Linked DNA regions of Mus musculus: region 1 is linked to region 2. A link is a contact called in public promoter capture Hi-C data. All regions are on one chromosome and are shown on one strand. Each heading gives the region's core, a stretch centred on a gene start, on an enhancer-like site or on the middle of the called end of the contact. The rest is flanking DNA. Distances are from core to core; before and after follow the strand shown.

Region 1 (5,105 bases), core at 1,195-3,694, 980 kb after region 2:
CTGTATTAAATTCTGTTATAATGTAAAGAGATTCCAGCCTTGTAAATAATGAATGGAAGACCCTGTGCTGCACTTAAAAGTATTTGCTGCTTGATTATTTCATTTTTACATCAGAGCTTTATAACGAACTTTTGTACAGAATTGTGAGTTGTGACCATGGAACATGAGAGGTTTTGCTAGGGCCTATTATTTTTAACCACCATTAATTAGTTGGGGTGGAGTTTACTGTACTGTGAAATTTTCACATTTGAATTTTTTTAATTGCCTGGCAAATGCTGATATCAGTTCAAAAATATCAGCAGAATGATTGCTGAACTCATTACAGCCCCGTTATGTCACTTTTTGATTACAATAAAAGTTTTCAGTAAACTTTTCACTTGTTGCAAATGTATATTATTTAAAGACAGTGTCTCATTTCTTCTCTTTCCAAGATCCTTCAAGCTGAATAGACAAAATTCTAAACATTGAAAATGTACTTCAGAGAGGCCTAGTGGAAGATCTTTGTTTCTAGTAATTAGAAGTTAGGTTTCTAAAAAGGAGGGCAGGATGCTTAACCATCTAGCCATGTGGTTTTCTTAGAATTCTGTTAGGTCAATATTAAATTCCTTGATGAAACAATCCACTTAAGTGTTGTGGTTGTGCCCATTCTCTGCCCCACTGACAAAAGTAAGTAATAGTGTGAGCCTGAGGGTAGAGGGTATTCCTTCACTCTGTCTGTCTGGAACTCAGTGAAGGCACTCGGAAAGGATTTGGGGACAGGTTAAGTGGTTTTACAGAATGTGGCATGAATTGGGCCTGTCACAGTCCATGGCTAAATTGCTAGCCTGCTGTCCTAAGGTTCTGTGCTTGGAGTCTCAGTGTGTGGTACTCCATACAATTGCTGGTTCTTGGCTTTGAGTCAAGACATGTGAATGTAGTGTTTAGGGCAACATTTACCATTTAAAATTGTAAGTGATAACACTTTTTTTTTCTATTTTAAAGTGTGTGTGTCCATGGAGGGAGAGGAAGGCATTGGAGCCCTCTGTAACCAGCTGCAGTCACTCACAGCTACGTAGTTGTGAACTGTCTCATGTGGACGTTGGGAACCAAATTCAGGTCCTATGCAAGAGCAACAAGCACTTGTCACCACTGAGCCAAAGTAACATAAGTGCTAGAGGTGTGGAAGTCATCGAGAGATGCTGCCTTGGAGCCAGATCAGCTTTGCTGTGAGAGCTCAGCTCTGCCCTGATGCCAAGCACACACACCTGCTGTCAGGGCTAAGCTGTCCTGACCACTTAGGCCCACGCACAACATACTCCCACTTTTACTTTGAGGTCCTGTTTCCAACAATTGAAACTGGTTACTCACATTATTGGGCTCATTCTTGAAGCTCACCTGGCCTTCTTCACTTTAGTTGCAGCTCCACTCCTATGACAGGTTCCTGGCTACTGAACCACCTCTAAGTGTTGTGCCTTTGCAATTAAGAGCAGTTTTCCCAGCTTTGGTGGTGGTTGAACTTAGTTTACTTTTTGGTTTTTTTGGTTTTGTTTGTTTTTGTAGTCTATAGATTTGTTATGGCAACGGCCACAGAACCTGTGCCTGCCCCCTTCCCCATCTAACCCCCAAACTACCTAGATGTCGGATACTGTTTAACAGAAGCATGCAAAGGCTCAAGACATGCTCAGTGAGTTAAGTGCCTCCACAAGCCTGAGGACTTGAGTTCAATCCCTAGAACCCAAGTAAGTCTAGATATGCTACATGTGTGCTGTAACTCCAGTGTTCTACAGTGAGGGGCCACAAATGAGACACACAGGGAAGGGGGGATGGCCAACCCCAGGGTTGCCCTTTAAGGACACAGGTGCTGTGGTACATGTGTAACCACTCCCATAAACATACATGATACAGATTTTTTTAATGTATGAATGTAGCATTTGGAGGACAACTTGAAATGCTAAATAAAAGTTTTTTGTTTTGTTTTAGTTAGTATTTGTATAACCATTAAAAACACCCACAGCCCTTCATGGTACATGTGGTTTGGGTTTTTTTGTTGTTGTTTTTCTCTCCCCAACCTCAGTTGTTAATGCTAATATCTGATTGGTCCCAACTTGCACCTTATGTAGAGGAATCAGACAACAGGAAGTCTCCACCCTGTTTACTGGTCCCCAAGAAGGCCATATTGCATCTGACCATTATAAATTTACCTTTCCTTTTTAAAAATAATGGTCATTTATGTTTGTGGAGTTATGCATATGAGTGTAGTGCCCATGTGCAGGCCAGAAGAAGGTGTCAGATCCCCTGGGACTGGACTTAACAGGTGGTTTTGTTATCTTGCCCCAAAGGAGTGTTGGGAACCAAATTCAGTATACAGTATACTCTAACTGTTGAGCCATTAAGCCATCTCTCCTGCCCTTTGGGAGTTTTGTTTTTTCCAGTCTTACCACATAACCCAGACCGACCTTGAACTCTTGTTCTGTGGGTCTGATGTTGGCTTTCGTTTTTGTTTTGTACTAAGGATTGAGCCTAGAGACCTAGAGCACGCACACACACTCAAAATCTAGCTTTATGAAATCTGTGGCACAATGTTCAATATAGTCAATATAGTCTTGTGCAACAGTACACCACAACTTCGAGCTTCCTACTGAACAAAAACTTGATAGGCAACCCGATTGCCTGGCCTTCACAACCTCAATGGCTGAACACCTTAACTGCACCCTTATCTGTAAAATCAACGGTTTGTGTTACTTCTTGCTCAGACACTAACTCAAAGTGGTCAGTTACCCTATATGTAGCCCAGGCTGGCCTCCACTCCTCCAGCAGCTTCCCAAGTGCTGGACCTGCAAGTGTGAGCTGAGGGATCAGATCAACCTTTATAGCCTTATGAACAGGGTTGTGGGTAGAACCCACACGGAAGAAAGGAATCCGCTCAGACAAGTTCTCTGACCTTCACACGTGCACCCTTTGCCATGTAGATTAATAAAAATTGTAGGGGTTGGATAGATAGATGGCTTAACGGTTAAGAGCACTGACTGCTCTTCCAAGAGGTCCTGAGTTCAGTTCCCAGCAACCACATGGTGGCTCACAGCCATCTGTAATGGGATCTGATGCCCTCTTCTGGTGTGTCTGAAGAGAGTGACACTGTACTCTCATAAAATAAATCTTTATATAAAAAAAAAAGGAAAAAATTGTAAAGGATGTTTAAGAACACCCTCAAATTACAAATGCCAAGGTTTCATTCTTTTTATGACTGAACATGCTGTGCATAGTAAGTAAGTAGTATTTCATCTTTATTGGTCAAACAATTGATGGACACTTAGGAATCTTTTTTCCTTTTTTTTTTGTCTTGTGAATAGTATTACAATGGAGAAGAAGTTTTGTTTTACAAATTGGTTTAATTCCCTTTGGATGTATACACCAAATGGGTTTACAGGTATGTTTCAATACATCTGGCTAATTATTTTTTGAGATAGAGTTACCATGTTGCCTGGCCTCCTTGGCTCAAGATCTCTTACCACCCACCCACTTTCACATCTGCCCTCTGAGTAGCAGTGAGTAATTATAGGTGCACAGTACTGTCGCAGCTACTTAATCATTTTAGAAACCTTCATATTTTCCATAATGGGCTGTGCAAAATTAGTTCCTGCCAGCAATGTACAAAGACTATGTTCACATCCTCTCCAGTAGCTTAAGAGGGCCTGAGCTCAGACCTATAGAAGCCAAGAAAAACCTGACCCAGGAGCACATCTCTACAACTCAAGCACTTGTGTGATGAGATGGGAGAGACAAGAAATTCCCCAGCAGCTCCAGACCTCTTCTGATCTGCAGAGCTGAACAGCAGCTGACCCTGGCATACCCGAGGTGGAAGGGGATGACTGACATTCAGGGTTGTCATCTGAGCTCCACAAATAAACACTAAAATCCCAGAGCTGCTGTGAAGGAACACAGATGCAGGAGATGCTAAATACAGGAGAACTGGGATTAGCAGGACTATTCAAGATTTCAAGTTAATTCTTCCAGTCATGCAGTATAAGCAGTTTACCAAAGCATTTCATCTTTTGAGTACACTATAGCTGTCTTCAGACACACCAGAAGAGGGCGTCGATGTCATTACAGGTGATTGGGAGCCATCATGTGGTTGCTGGGATTTAAACTCAGAACCTTCAGAAGAGCAGTCAGTACTCTTAACCACTGAGCCATCTCTCCAGCCCCCACATTTCATCTTTTTTGAGACTCTGACTCATTGTATAGCCCAAGAGTGACCTTGAACCTCTGATCTCCCTGGCACAGCTTCCCAGGTCTTTGGTTATGAACATGTACCACCTGGACTGGTCTATGCAGTGCCAGGGATCAAACTTGGGGCTTTAGGCTAAGCCTCCTCCCCCCAAGCCTCCTCAGTGACCAGCCTTTGACATCATTTTTGGCATTAAGGATTTTCTAAAAAATGATTGTTAATTTCCTTCTACACTAACTTTATAAAAAAACTCAATGGAGCTACCCTGGTGCCTTGAGCTTGTCACCCCAGAATGTTAGTAGCAGTGTAAGAATACCACAAGTTCAAGGCCAGCCAGGACTACAGGGTGAGACCCTGAGCCAGGCCTCTAGTCCCAACACTGGGGAGGCAGAGACAGGTGGATCTTTGAGTTCAAGGCCAGTTTGGTTTATAGAGTGAGTTCCAGGAGAGCCAAGACTACACAGAAGAACCCTGTCTTCAAACAAAAATAAGCCAGGCAGTGTTGGCACACGCCTTTAATCCCAGCACTTGGGAGACAGAGGCAGATGGATTTCTGAATTCGGGGCCAGCCTGGTCTACAAAGTGAGTTCCAGGACTACACAGAGAAGCCCTGTCTTGAAAAACATAAAGATAATAATATAAAATAATATAATAAAACAAAAACACTAACAGAAGGTAGACAATGACTATTGAAACCAACATGAACCTTGCTTTTTTCTTGAAATATCACTGTGTCTACAGTGACTAGGGCTACAGTAACAGGTTACAGTGACTGACTGGGGCTATGACTGAGATTACACTGACTAAGGTTACAGTGGCTGACATTACAGTGACTGACTGGGCTACAGGAAAGAGTTAATCTGGGAAAGACCTGGCCCACACGTTTTAGCCCATGGCT
Region 2 (5,209 bases), core at 1,941-4,440:
TGCCTTTTTATAATGTATAGTAAGTGCCTGATAAACTGAATTATGGAAAGAAAGAAAGAAAGAAAGAAAGAAAGAAAGAAAGAAAGAAAGAAAGAAGGCTCAGAGTGGGAGCGGGCCTAACCCCATACTGCTCCGTCCTGCCACTGAGCTTTTGTTTCTTGGATTTGCTCAGGCCTCTGCTCCCTGCCTCATTCACTGCAGAAATGTCTCATTTCACCATGACTTTCAAAAGTTACTCTTCTGTGCTGGCCCGCTGTGCACCTGGGCTTCATGTTTTGATTTTCTTCCTGCACTCCTGAACTTCCTTCCCCACCTTCCTCAAGCCCTAGGCAGTGAAAGGAACCTACTAGTTTGCATGTGCAACCACCTTTATCTCCTTCCCCAGGCAAGCACCCAGGCAAGCAGCTCTCCCCCTCTGCAGGCCACACCCTGACCCGACAACTTCCCATTCAGACTCCTCTCCTTGGGGCTCTAAAAGCCCCTGCACAGTGACTAAACACAGGCCTTAGAATCCAACAAGGGGAGTTCCCCTTAGGAGCTACATAGAGGGCTCAAGTGCCCTCTCCATTATTCTCAAAGCCTCACTGGATGTCCCCGCCTTCCTCTCACAGCCAAGCACAGGAAAAGGACCTTTTTCACTCCCTCCCTACAGACTGTCCCACTGTCCTCCAACATACCTCTTAGAAAGTAGTTGCCACCTTTGAAAAACTCAAGGGATGCTACAATCAAAGGTTACTTCTAGGGGGGTGGTGATACACACTTTTGCTCCCAGCACTAGGGAAGCAGAAGCAGGCAGATCTCTGTGAGTTCCAGGTCAGCCTCGTCTAGGGTGAATTCCGGACAGCCGGGGCTGCAGAGAAACCCAAGTCCTTGCAAAGCCTCGGTTGCAGACAGGCTCTTAAATATCCACTAGCAGCTGCTGGCTCTTACGCTACCCACCTCACACTTCTGCACCCAACCCCAATCCAAGCCTGCTGTTCGCCACCACTTCACAAGCCTTCTGTTTCCACCATTTTCCTCAAAGGCCAGATTCCCCTCCCTCCAGTCTCCATTTTGAAGCAGCTATTGGCCACACCCCCCTCCGTGGTTCTTCCCAGAACAGCTTTCCCTGTCTACTTCTGAACCTTTGGGATACTCTAGTCCCATCTGCCTGGGAAATACCTCCTTGTTCCAGCTCCAACGCTCTGTTCTACACACCCACGGAAGACTGGCTCTCAAAACCACCCCTCTAGCTCCTACCCTCCCTGGATGCTCAGAGCTCTTCCTAACTGCCTGGCAAGAACTTCGAACTTCATGACACAACTGCTCCTCCACACAGGTGGGGGCGGAGTGGGGAAGCATCTACCACAATTACTTTTGATCCCCGAAACCAAGGATCCTTCGTACACTCATCTCCTGAGTCCATCTATGTACAGGGAAGGAAGACTATATGGGTGATGGTAGTCCTTTCTGGGTTTTGTTTAATGTTTTGTTGTTGTTGTTGTTTGGTTTTTGTCTGTATGGTTGGTTTTGTTTTGTTTTGTTTTTTCCCAGACAGGATCTTACTATGTAGCTCTAGCTGTCCTGAAACTCACTACGTAGGCCAGGCTGGCTTCTCCCTCACAACTGCTGGAATTGGACTAGTGTGCACTGCTACAGTCTGGCTCCAGGTCTTTAATTAAAGTAATGTGCATGCACGTGTGCTTACATTAAACCCTGCTGATGGGTTCAGATAATCCTTTCGACTCCTGATCCCCACTCCCTTCATTCCTATTGTAACCACCATCACCCCACCCCACCCCACCCCAGCTATCTAAAGACCTTATATATCTACTCCAAGTCTGAAGTCTCACCCTCAACCAACTCACCAGGTGGAACTGCATGTGGTGCTTTCAGTAGAAGCGAAGCTGTCTCCAACAGCTTCTCCTACATGTTGAAATAGAAAGCTATAGGCCTGCAATGACTCAGAAGATAAAGGTGCCTGTGACCAAGCCTTGTGGCCTGAGTTCGAGCCCTGGAACCCACAGAAGAGCCTAAGGAGAGAAACGACACCCTGACCCCTTCCCCAGTTGTTCTCTGTTCTCCACGAGCCAGGAGCAGCACGCCCCACCCCAAATACACAACATGTAATAAAAATGTTTAAATAATGCAGTCCCTTCTGCGGCGCTCACGCGTCTTACTTCATTAGCAAATTAGTCTGAGGTCTCTTTTCTGGATTCTCTGAGCTTTAAGCTTTGCACTCCTGGCCAACAGGCCTACTCGCTCCCAGAATGTTGTACATTCTCATCCTGAGTTTTTGCAGTTTCCTGTCTGGAATATGGCCTCCTCCATTGTCCACACACTGTATACCAGCTATGACAAGCCCCAGGTAAACAAAACAGCCCCTAACTACGTTCAACAAGCGCCCCTCCTCCAGCTTCTGTTGAGAAGGTGCTGTTCTGGTAGCCAGTAGCCAATGAACATGTCTTTGTGAGCAATGTCCCAGTGTTACCATCTCAGTGCACCCAGCACGTAGTGGAGCCCACCCAAGGGGTGGATTCTTTATTCTCTCTGAACCTCAATTCCTCAGATAAAGAGAGAACCTTTAGAACCGCACCCCCAGAGATCACCGTTAAGCTAAGACAAGGAACAATTAAGTCTGGCCAGAGTAAATATGCACCGAGGCATAAAAGCTGGTTTTGCTCTTAAAGGTAGCAGCCACTTAAGCTCTTAGACTCAATGATCTGCAAAAAAGCTGCATCGCCCGCACGGGTTAGTAAACCCAGGTACTCTCGGTCCTGCGACCAGACTAACAATGGCTGAAACGCTTTCTGCACAGTGCTTGGCACAAGAGATCGCTAAGCATTCGCGCTCCAGCTGTTAAGTGGTGCCGCCCGGCCACTGAGCCATGGCGTGGTCTGAGGTCCCCAGAATCCCCTGGGTGAGTCTAGAGGCCCCCTCCCGCCGCGGAGGACAACCAGGGCGGCGGGAAGCAGGATCACGTGTGGCGCGATGCTACTCACTGAGCCACAGCTCCAGCGCCGCCGCTGCCCCAGGGCCGCCCTCCGCCGACTCGGTCCCTGCCGGGGATCCGGTCCCCGCTGCCACTGCCGTCGCTGCCATCTGCCCAGCCCAGCGCTGCGGCCGCAGTCACTCCTGCCCAAAAGCTGCAGCCACCGCCGCCGCCTAGCCTTCGCTCCAGCTGCCGACGCGGCAGACACTGAGAGGCACGTGACGGGGCGGGCCCTATTGGACACGCCCATTTCTGGGCCCTGTCCCGCCCCCACGCACCTCCTCCCGGCCACCTCCAACTCACGAGGTCTTTTTTTTTTTTTTTTTTTTTTTTTTTTGTGCAAGACCACTTGAAAGGTCAAAAGCCAAGCTAGTTAGGTATTGATTGTCCCCTCTTCTTCAGAAGCAGGGTTCCCAGAAAAGATACTGGACGCCTGGCTAAATCTGAATTTCAGATAAAGAATCATTCTTTCAGCATTTTTATTAGGGTCTTCTCCGAGTATGTATCTTCCATTCGGGTTTCTGACACACTTTTTTTTGATGACACATTGCATCATAATTCATAAAACAGTTATTTTTATGAAAAGATACTTTTCTCAAAAAAACAGGTCAGAGGCAGGCGGATCTCTGAGTTTGAGGCCAGCCTGGTCTACAAAATGAGTTCCAGGACAGTCAAGGCTACACAGAGAAACCCTGTCTCGAACACCCATCCCCCCCCAAAAAAAAGAAATAAAAAACAGGTCGTGATTCTCATACCCTAAAAAGTGAACACATTAATTATATATAAACATACCTTTTTCTAACTGTTTTGAGTTAAGGTCTCATGTAACCAGCTGGCTTTGATCACTGCATAGCTGAGGAGGACCCAGAATTCTTGGTCATCCTGCCACTGTGGTACAAACTTGATTACAAGAATGTACTACCAGTACAGCTTTGTTGTTATGGTTTTTGTTTTTGCTTTTGAGAAAGGGTTTCTCATACTCATTAGTCCAAGATGGCCTTTGAATGATAAAAGCTAAGATCCTAAAAACCTGTAGTAAAATCCTTTTGCCTCAACCTCCCAAAAGCTGGAACTACAGGTGTGAGCTACCATGCCAGCCTAACATGAAATATTTTCCTTTATTTAACTCTTGAACTTAAATGAAGGAATCAAGTAGATGTTGTATTAATATGTCCACAAGAAAAGCCAAAGAGAAAAATCTATGTAAAAATAAAGGACTGTTGAGACAAACATGCAAATGGGCATAAGACTGGCTCCAGCCAGTGGAGAAAGAGGTCTGTCCAGTGGACAGGATTAATATGCATGTCTAGAGGCCAGCATAATTTTGCCATTGCTGTCAATGATCTACTACTAACAACTCTGCTAAGACTGAAGGAGGCCTTAGCCTGGAAGGCAGTCAAGACTGCGCACGAGGTCCCTCTGAAGCACCAGATCCTTCCACACTGTCCCTATCATTCCCCACCCTCAATGTCACACCCCAGTACATACACACACACACACACACACAGAAGGATTTTAATTTGCATAGACCTGGACCACCAGCATACCAAATGGGGCTTGGCATACCAGTAAGTATCTGTTGAATGGACACATAAATAGTGGGGACAGTCAGGGGTAACTCTAGGACTTTAGGCATATCATAATCCCAAATGTACAAACATTTTTTTAAGTTTTTATTTGTATGTGTGTTTTGCCTGCATATATATCTATGCACCACATGCAAGCCTGGAGCCTGAAGAGGCCAGAGAGTGTGTCAGATTCCCTGCAACTGGAATTGTAGACAGTCCTGAGCTGCCATGTGGGTGCTAGGAATTGAACCTGGGTCCTCCAAAAGAGCAATACATACTCTTGACCACTGAGCAACCTCTACAGCCCTACTTTTAATCTTTTAAACACTATGCATATGTATGTGCATATGTGTGATATGCATGTCGGTACAGGCACACGCATGCCACAGTGTGCTTATGGAGCACAGAGAACAGTTTTATCGAATTGGTTTTCTCCTCCCACCCTTAGGTGCCTTCTCAAGATGGAAGTCATATCATTATGCTTATATGGCAATCACTTTTACCTGCGGAGCCCGTGAGAGGGCTGCAAATATTTATGTTTAAATAGACATTTGCTGTCATGGCCATGACGGTACACACTTGTAAATGGAGCACTCAGGAGACTGAAGCAAGATTGTGAGTCAGACTGTACAGTGAGACCCTGTATCAAATAAGTACTATGAACAAGTAC

The links. Promoter capture Hi-C pulls out the DNA fragments that hold promoters and counts their contacts.
Region 1: a promoter capture Hi-C map of liver shows a contact between it and region 2, with 4 times the contacts expected there. The contact joins the enhancer-like site here to the promoter of Gga2 in region 2. A contact is called at or near these places in 4 of 39 promoter capture datasets (the 3T3-L1 cell line, liver and pre-B cells), 3 of 115 datasets of contacts at active chromatin or transcription factors (embryonic stem cells, extraembryonic endoderm stem cells and large pre-B cells) and 1 of 9 other capture datasets (embryonic stem cells).

What each region holds. Positions count from the first base shown.
Region 1 is chr7:123,002,182-123,007,286 of GRCm38.p6, forward strand. Rbbp6 (retinoblastoma binding protein 6, ubiquitin ligase) reads left to right here. Exons shown (of 18, transcript NM_011247.2): 18 at 1-391. Among named protein-coding and RNA genes, the nearest start is that of Rbbp6, 34 kb to the left of the region's middle. Within about 2 kb of position 2,445, at least 8 of the 459 cell types and tissues checked have an H3K27ac peak or open chromatin away from gene starts, as enhancers often do. A contact at or near this core is called in liver, where this site is marked.
Region 2 is chr7:122,018,008-122,023,216 of GRCm38.p6, forward strand. Gga2 (golgi associated, gamma adaptin ear containing, ARF binding protein 2) reads right to left here and starts at 3,191. Exons shown (of 17, transcript NM_028758.2): 1 at 2,982-3,191. The coding sequence starts at 3,081.